Regions from separate parts of the Sus scrofa genome. Here region 2 is linked to region 1. The links are chromatin contacts, called in public HiChIP or PLAC-seq maps. All regions are on one chromosome and are shown on one strand. The core of a region is the stretch at or near the end of the contact, and the rest is flanking DNA. Distances in the headings are between cores, read along the strand shown.

What was found. HiChIP or PLAC-seq counts read pairs in DNA pulled down with a chosen protein or histone mark.
Region 2: a contact with region 1 is called in an H3K27ac HiChIP or PLAC-seq map of alveolar macrophages. The contact joins two enhancer-like sites. A contact is called at or near these places in 1 of 47 Hi-C or Micro-C datasets (embryonic fibroblasts) and 1 of 2 datasets of contacts at active chromatin or transcription factors (alveolar macrophages).

What each region holds. Positions count from the first base shown.
Region 1 is chr7:7,883,646-7,886,590 of Sscrofa11.1, forward strand. All of the region lies in intron 3 of NEDD9 (enhancer of filamentation 1), which reads right to left. It overlaps LOC110261775 (a long non-coding RNA gene), which reads left to right. Exons shown (of 2, transcript XR_002346301.1): 2 at 1-787. Among named protein-coding and RNA genes, the nearest start is that of SMIM13, 110 kb to the left of the region's middle. Within about 2 kb of position 1,501, at least 4 of the 83 cell types and tissues checked have an H3K27ac peak or open chromatin away from gene starts, as enhancers often do. A contact at or near this core is called in alveolar macrophages, where this site is marked.
Region 2 is chr7:8,073,627-8,076,335 of Sscrofa11.1, forward strand. The region is part of intron 1 of NEDD9 (enhancer of filamentation 1); the gene reads right to left. Among named protein-coding and RNA genes, the nearest start is that of NEDD9, 19 kb to the right of the region's middle. Within about 2 kb of position 1,410, at least 3 of the 83 cell types and tissues checked have an H3K27ac peak or open chromatin away from gene starts, as enhancers often do. A contact at or near this core is called in alveolar macrophages, where this site is marked.

The sequences.
Region 1 (2,945 bases), core at 251-2,750:
TGTATTCTAACCTCCAAAGACGTCGCATATTTAGTCAGCCTCTCAGTTCAACTGCCTTTGCCAGCCCGGGCTTCATTGGATTAGAGAGTAGTGGAAAAAAACCCCTCCCAGGAGTGATCGTATCAAATTCCCCCAGTGTTTAATCTGTCTGGCACATGGATGGCCCTCTTGAGCTGGAGAGTGCACGGCAAGGAGGGGCGTCTCGGGCTGGCTGTGCTGTGCTTGGAAAGCGAAAGCAGGCTGTTATTTTCTGCTCCTCGGCTCACATTCCTGGCCTTCGCCACCATGAGGTCATTGTTTGGTTGGAATGGAAGAGTGTGTGTTAAGGTCACCCATGGGTAGGTGTCATTTTTGTCTGGGACATTTACACAGGGCACTTGTAACTCCTTGGGGACGGAGCTCCCTCACTTTCACCCAAAGAAGTTCGTGCATCCTAACCAAGGTTTTAATTCACAGCTCGTGACGCCTGTATCTTCGCGAACCTAAGTCAAGAGGAGGACAGTCCGTTTCCTGTGTAACAATCCATGTGGAGCATCCCTAGTCTTCCTGGGTTCAGGTTCTGACTTTCCTGCTTACGAGCTGTGTGTCGTGGGCAAATGCCTTAACTCCTCTGTGTCTCAAATTCCTGGTTTTCACAACAAGGTCGCTAACAGCGCCTTTCTCCTAGGGTCGTTGTAAAGATGGAACAAGATCTACTTCTGTAAACAACTTAGAGCAGGTGCCATGTACATGGGAAGTACTCCATCAATTATTATTATTATTAAAGTTTGTATCCTGAGGTTTCACGTATCTTGCTATTTCCTTCTGCATTCTTTTTTCCCTGGGCCCTGGAGCATGTTAATAGAATTCTCAAGGCATTCCTTTTATCAAAAAATATTTACTGAATACCTATGTGGGAAGGGTATTCTGTTTTGAGATGCTTTTGGTACAATCTAAAAAGATAACTATTCGTACAGTCTGAACTTTTCATGTGCTAAGATTAAAAATGCAGTCAAAATTCAAGGGGGAAAGAGTAGGTGAGAATAAATTGAGTGATGCCTAAAGAAGTTGGAGATTTACCTGCCTCAAAGGATAGATGAGTACTTAACACCGGAATGTCATCATGGAGTCATGGAGTAATTCATGCTTGGGTATTTCATGAGTACACTTTTGGAATGAGTGGGGACATGAAGAGGATGTAAGGGGACCTCTCTGGTACCCACTAGAACACTAGCATAGCTGTAATGACTAGATGTGCACAGGGTGGAGTTCAACTGCAGATCTTAAGGGGGAAGATTGAGCAGAAAGAAGACGGGAGGAGAAAGAAAGGGTGGTTTATTCAGGGAAAGGGGAGGAAACCGTGGCTTCGTGAGTTCTAGACCCAATGGGAAGAGAGTGGGAAGAAGGGAGTTCCCTGCATGTGGAAGGCAGGCAGGGGGAGAGGAAGGAGGGTTGGCTCCTGTCCTTGTGAGAGAGGAAGAGGGAGTCTGTGTCTGGCACAGGGTAGAGAGGCCAGAGGAGACTCGCCCCGAGCTAGTAGTCTACCACTTCCACGTTCCGAAGGTCAAGAGGTGACTAGAGCAGGCTGAGGGATGCCTCTGGGAGGAGAACCAGGGAGCCCTGTGGAGACGCAGCCCCCAGGATCCCGCAGGCTCAGAGGTCGTGGCTATTGGGAACTGGCCATCAACTCCAGCAATGATCCTGGAGTGGCGTCTATGAAGCTCGAGGGCAAGAAACGGTCACTCACTCAAGAACTGCATCTCCTGCGAAGCTGTCCTTGGGGTAGGAAAGCAGCCGACGGCCACCATCAATAGAGCTTCAATGGATTCTTTTTGCAAATAAAACTGTCTTGAAAACCAATGCATCCAAATAAGAAAACAAACAAACAAAAAGCATCAAAAATAAAGAATTCAGGAACAGAGAGGCTGTGGATTTATTTAAAATGGAAGTGAGAGCGAACAACTGCAGGAAGTACGGCGAAGGAGGAGAACTCAATGGTCACATGTAAATATCGTTACTAATCAAAGTGGGAATGGGAGGAACGGGGTGGGAGAAAATTTAAGCTAACTCCTCATTTTTCCAGTTAGGCAGTCAGTAGATACCAGTTAATGCTGAAAGAGACAGTCTAAAAATAGCTTCAGCTCTTAAAAACCTGCGTAAACATTTTCTTAATTTAGGGAGCATTTTAAGAATGAGTCTCTCTAGTGGCGAAGAGCGATTTATTTGAAATTCATCAGTTTCTTCAGTTTTTCAGTTCCTTCCTCATCTGAACATCAAATATAATTCTTTTCATTTAGAACTGCATGGGCATAATGTCATTTTCATAAATTTCAATGTCAGATCGTGGGATAATTAACCCTGAGCTATTTTGCGGAGTATCTTTTATACACAATCAGGCTTTATACCCGTCTGTGTTCATGGAGCGTGCCTGCAAGAATGCTTGCCGAATACCAGACACGGCGATTTCTGCATGGTGAGATTTGAGGTGATTTTTACATGTCATTTAAAAAAGGTTTCTCTATCATTTGAATTTTTCAAGAGTATTTATTGGGCGTTAACCCATCCTTTCAACAACTCTGCACTTAATGTTTCTGATTTTAGTTTTCTAGGATGTGTGGATGGAAACACGTCTCTCTAAGAACTCTATCCTGGAATAGAAATTGACTCAATTCATGTATTGCCCTTATGACCAGTAATCTCGATGCGAAAGTGGTATAAACTAAAGCTGGTCATCTTTTTTATAGAATAAGAGGAAGCTCTTTTGCAGGGCTTGGGAGTGAGGCGTTGGTGAAATGTCACTGGTAAAGAAGAAATGTGTTTATTAGATAATGGCCAAGACCACTGGTTCTCAGAAAATCAGTGGGGGTGATTTTGCACACTCCCCTCCATGGGACATTTGGACATTTTTTTTTTTTTTTTTTTTTTGGCTGCACTGGTGGCTCGTGGAGGTTCTAGGCCAGGGACTG
Region 2 (2,709 bases), core at 160-2,659, 190 kb after region 1:
TCCAATAAAAACTGCAAAACACTGCTGAGAGAAATTCCGGAAAACCCAAATAAATGGACATATATACCATGTTCATGAATTAGAAGCCTCGAGTAAACTGAAAAAAAAAGAACCAAGTTGGAGGATTTACACTCTCTGAATTCAAAATTTACTAAGGGTACATTAATCAGGACAGTGTGATACTGGCATAAGGACTGAGAAATATCAATATAACAGGATTGGGAGCCCAGAAATAGACCCATGCTCAATCAATTAATTTTCAACAAAGGAACCAAAGCGATACATCGAGATCAAGGAAAACATTTTCAATGAAAGGTACTGGAATAACTGGATATTCAATTAGAAAATGTTTATCCAAAAGGAATCTGGATATTCTTCAGCATTGCTCTTGTTTAATACACTAATCTGATTTGTTATCCTCTTCTACTTATGCATGAGTAATGTGGTACGGCTCACCAAAGCACTGTTTCCACTATTATAATAATATTCTTTTTTTTTTTTTTTTTTTTTTTGGTCTTTTTGCCATTTCTTGGGCTGCTCCCTCAGCATATGGAGGTTCCCAGGCTAGGGGTTGAATCAGAGCTGTAGCCACCAGCCTACGCCACAGCCACAGCAACGCGGGATCTGAGCCGTGTCTGCAACCTACACCACAGCTCACGGCAACGCCGGATCGTTAGCCCACTGAGCAAAGCCAGGGATCGAACCCGCAACCTCACGGTTCTTAGTCCTTAGTCGGATTCGTTAACCACTGCGCCACGTCGGGAACTCCTATTATAATAATATTCTTACTGTAGGAATGCTTTTATAAAAATAACCTTTTAAGTTATTAAAGCAATATTTTTATTAATGACAATTCCACTGTTAAAGTATAAAGTAAATGAAAATTACCCATGGTCTCAAAATCCAGAGATCACCCAAAACGACCTTTTGGGTTGGTCTTTCTAATTTTTGCATATGGTGTCATAAAAATTGTATAATGCATTTTCACCTAATGTTATTTTGCATGTAGTTTTATTTTTTCAAGACTGAGATTTTCTTATTTTGTTTGCATGTAATATGACAATATTAGCTTTCATTTCAACTTATTTTTATGACACTTGTAATTGCATTTCCTGAAGACATATATTTTAATCACACACTACATCCAAACTGCACTTCCAATAGACATCTATTTTTGGAGTATCTGCCAAAATCATAATGACAATACTTCCATGGAAATTGCCCGTTTCAGAATTCCCTATCCAAAATGTAATTGTACTACTGAACAAGCATGACTCAGAGAAGCAATCATGGAACAAATTTTATTTTAAACTGTTACTTTAAATTTATTTTGTATGTTTAGTTCTTCTCTTGCCCCTGATGAAATTTAGGGCAGGTCACAAAACCGAGCATTTCAAAATTATATTTCAGTATCCTGCTACAAGAAAGACCACAGAAGCAATCTCTAGGCAGCCACATTTACAGCAGATAATCTGTTCCAAGGCCACAATCGATTGTTAAAGTTCTGGTAACCTGAACTAAATGGGTCAACTCCACTCTTATCCGGGAATTTTAAAATCACATCCGGAAGGAAGTCTGCCTGCAATTATAGCCCACTTTGTGGACCGAGGACCAGAGAAACAGAGTCTTTGGAGAGAAAGACGAGAGGAGGAAATGGAAAAAGAAGAAGCAGATATGAACCAAGAGCACTTCCTGGATTCTGCCAGCTGTTTATTGTCAGTTTCACTTCCTTCCAGAACTCCAGTAGCATTCCTGCCTTTGGGTTCTGTAAAACCCCTCAAGCACTGTCATACCCAACTTGTAACTTCTTGGGTTTTTTTGTTTGTTTGTGTTTTTGTTTTTTTTTTTTTGTCAAATCAGGTTTTTGTTAAGGAGATGCAAATAATACAAAAATGAATAAGGACTGTGGGAGGTTTCATTCCATAAACAACCAACCCTATTCATAATCAGTATAACCTTTGGCTTTGTCCATGGATGAAGGCCCTTCTCTGATCTGTTGCCTCCATCTGAGGGTCCATGTAGCTGTAAATTTAGAATGTTTTCTGATCACTCACCAAGGTGAGTGACTGCAGAGTTACCCAGATCATCTTTTAAAACATCAGTGTCAAACTTTTTTGGGGGGGGGGGATTTTTTTGCCAATATTTTTTCTAATAGTTATTTTCCCAATACAATTTTTTTCCTACTGTGCAGCATGGTGACCCAGTTACACATACATGCACACATTCTATTTTCACACATGATCATGCTCCATCATAAGTGACTAGACATAGTTCCCAGTGCTACACAGCAGGAGCTCACTGCTAATCCATTCCAAAGGCAATAGTTTGTATCTATTAACCCCAAGCTCCCCACCCACCCCACTCCCTCTGCCTATTTTCCCTGATTTGAGAGAGTACATTGCTAGAAAATGCATAGGATTTAATATTCAGTGACTCCTTCAGATGAGTTTTTCATTCTAATCCCTTAGTGTTGTTCTTAGAAAGGAAATCAAGTTTTATTTGTCTTACTATTATTTTCAAGATAGTCAATAATGTTAACACTGTGAGAATAAAGTGACTTGGGGATTTTTGGCTTCTGAATGTCAATGAGTTCTGTTTTCATAAATTTGCCTTGGATGAAACATAAATTTACATGACATGTTTTTAGTGACTAAGGCAAAATTCATTCACATTGCTAAATAAACAATTTCCAGTATTACCAATATAAGC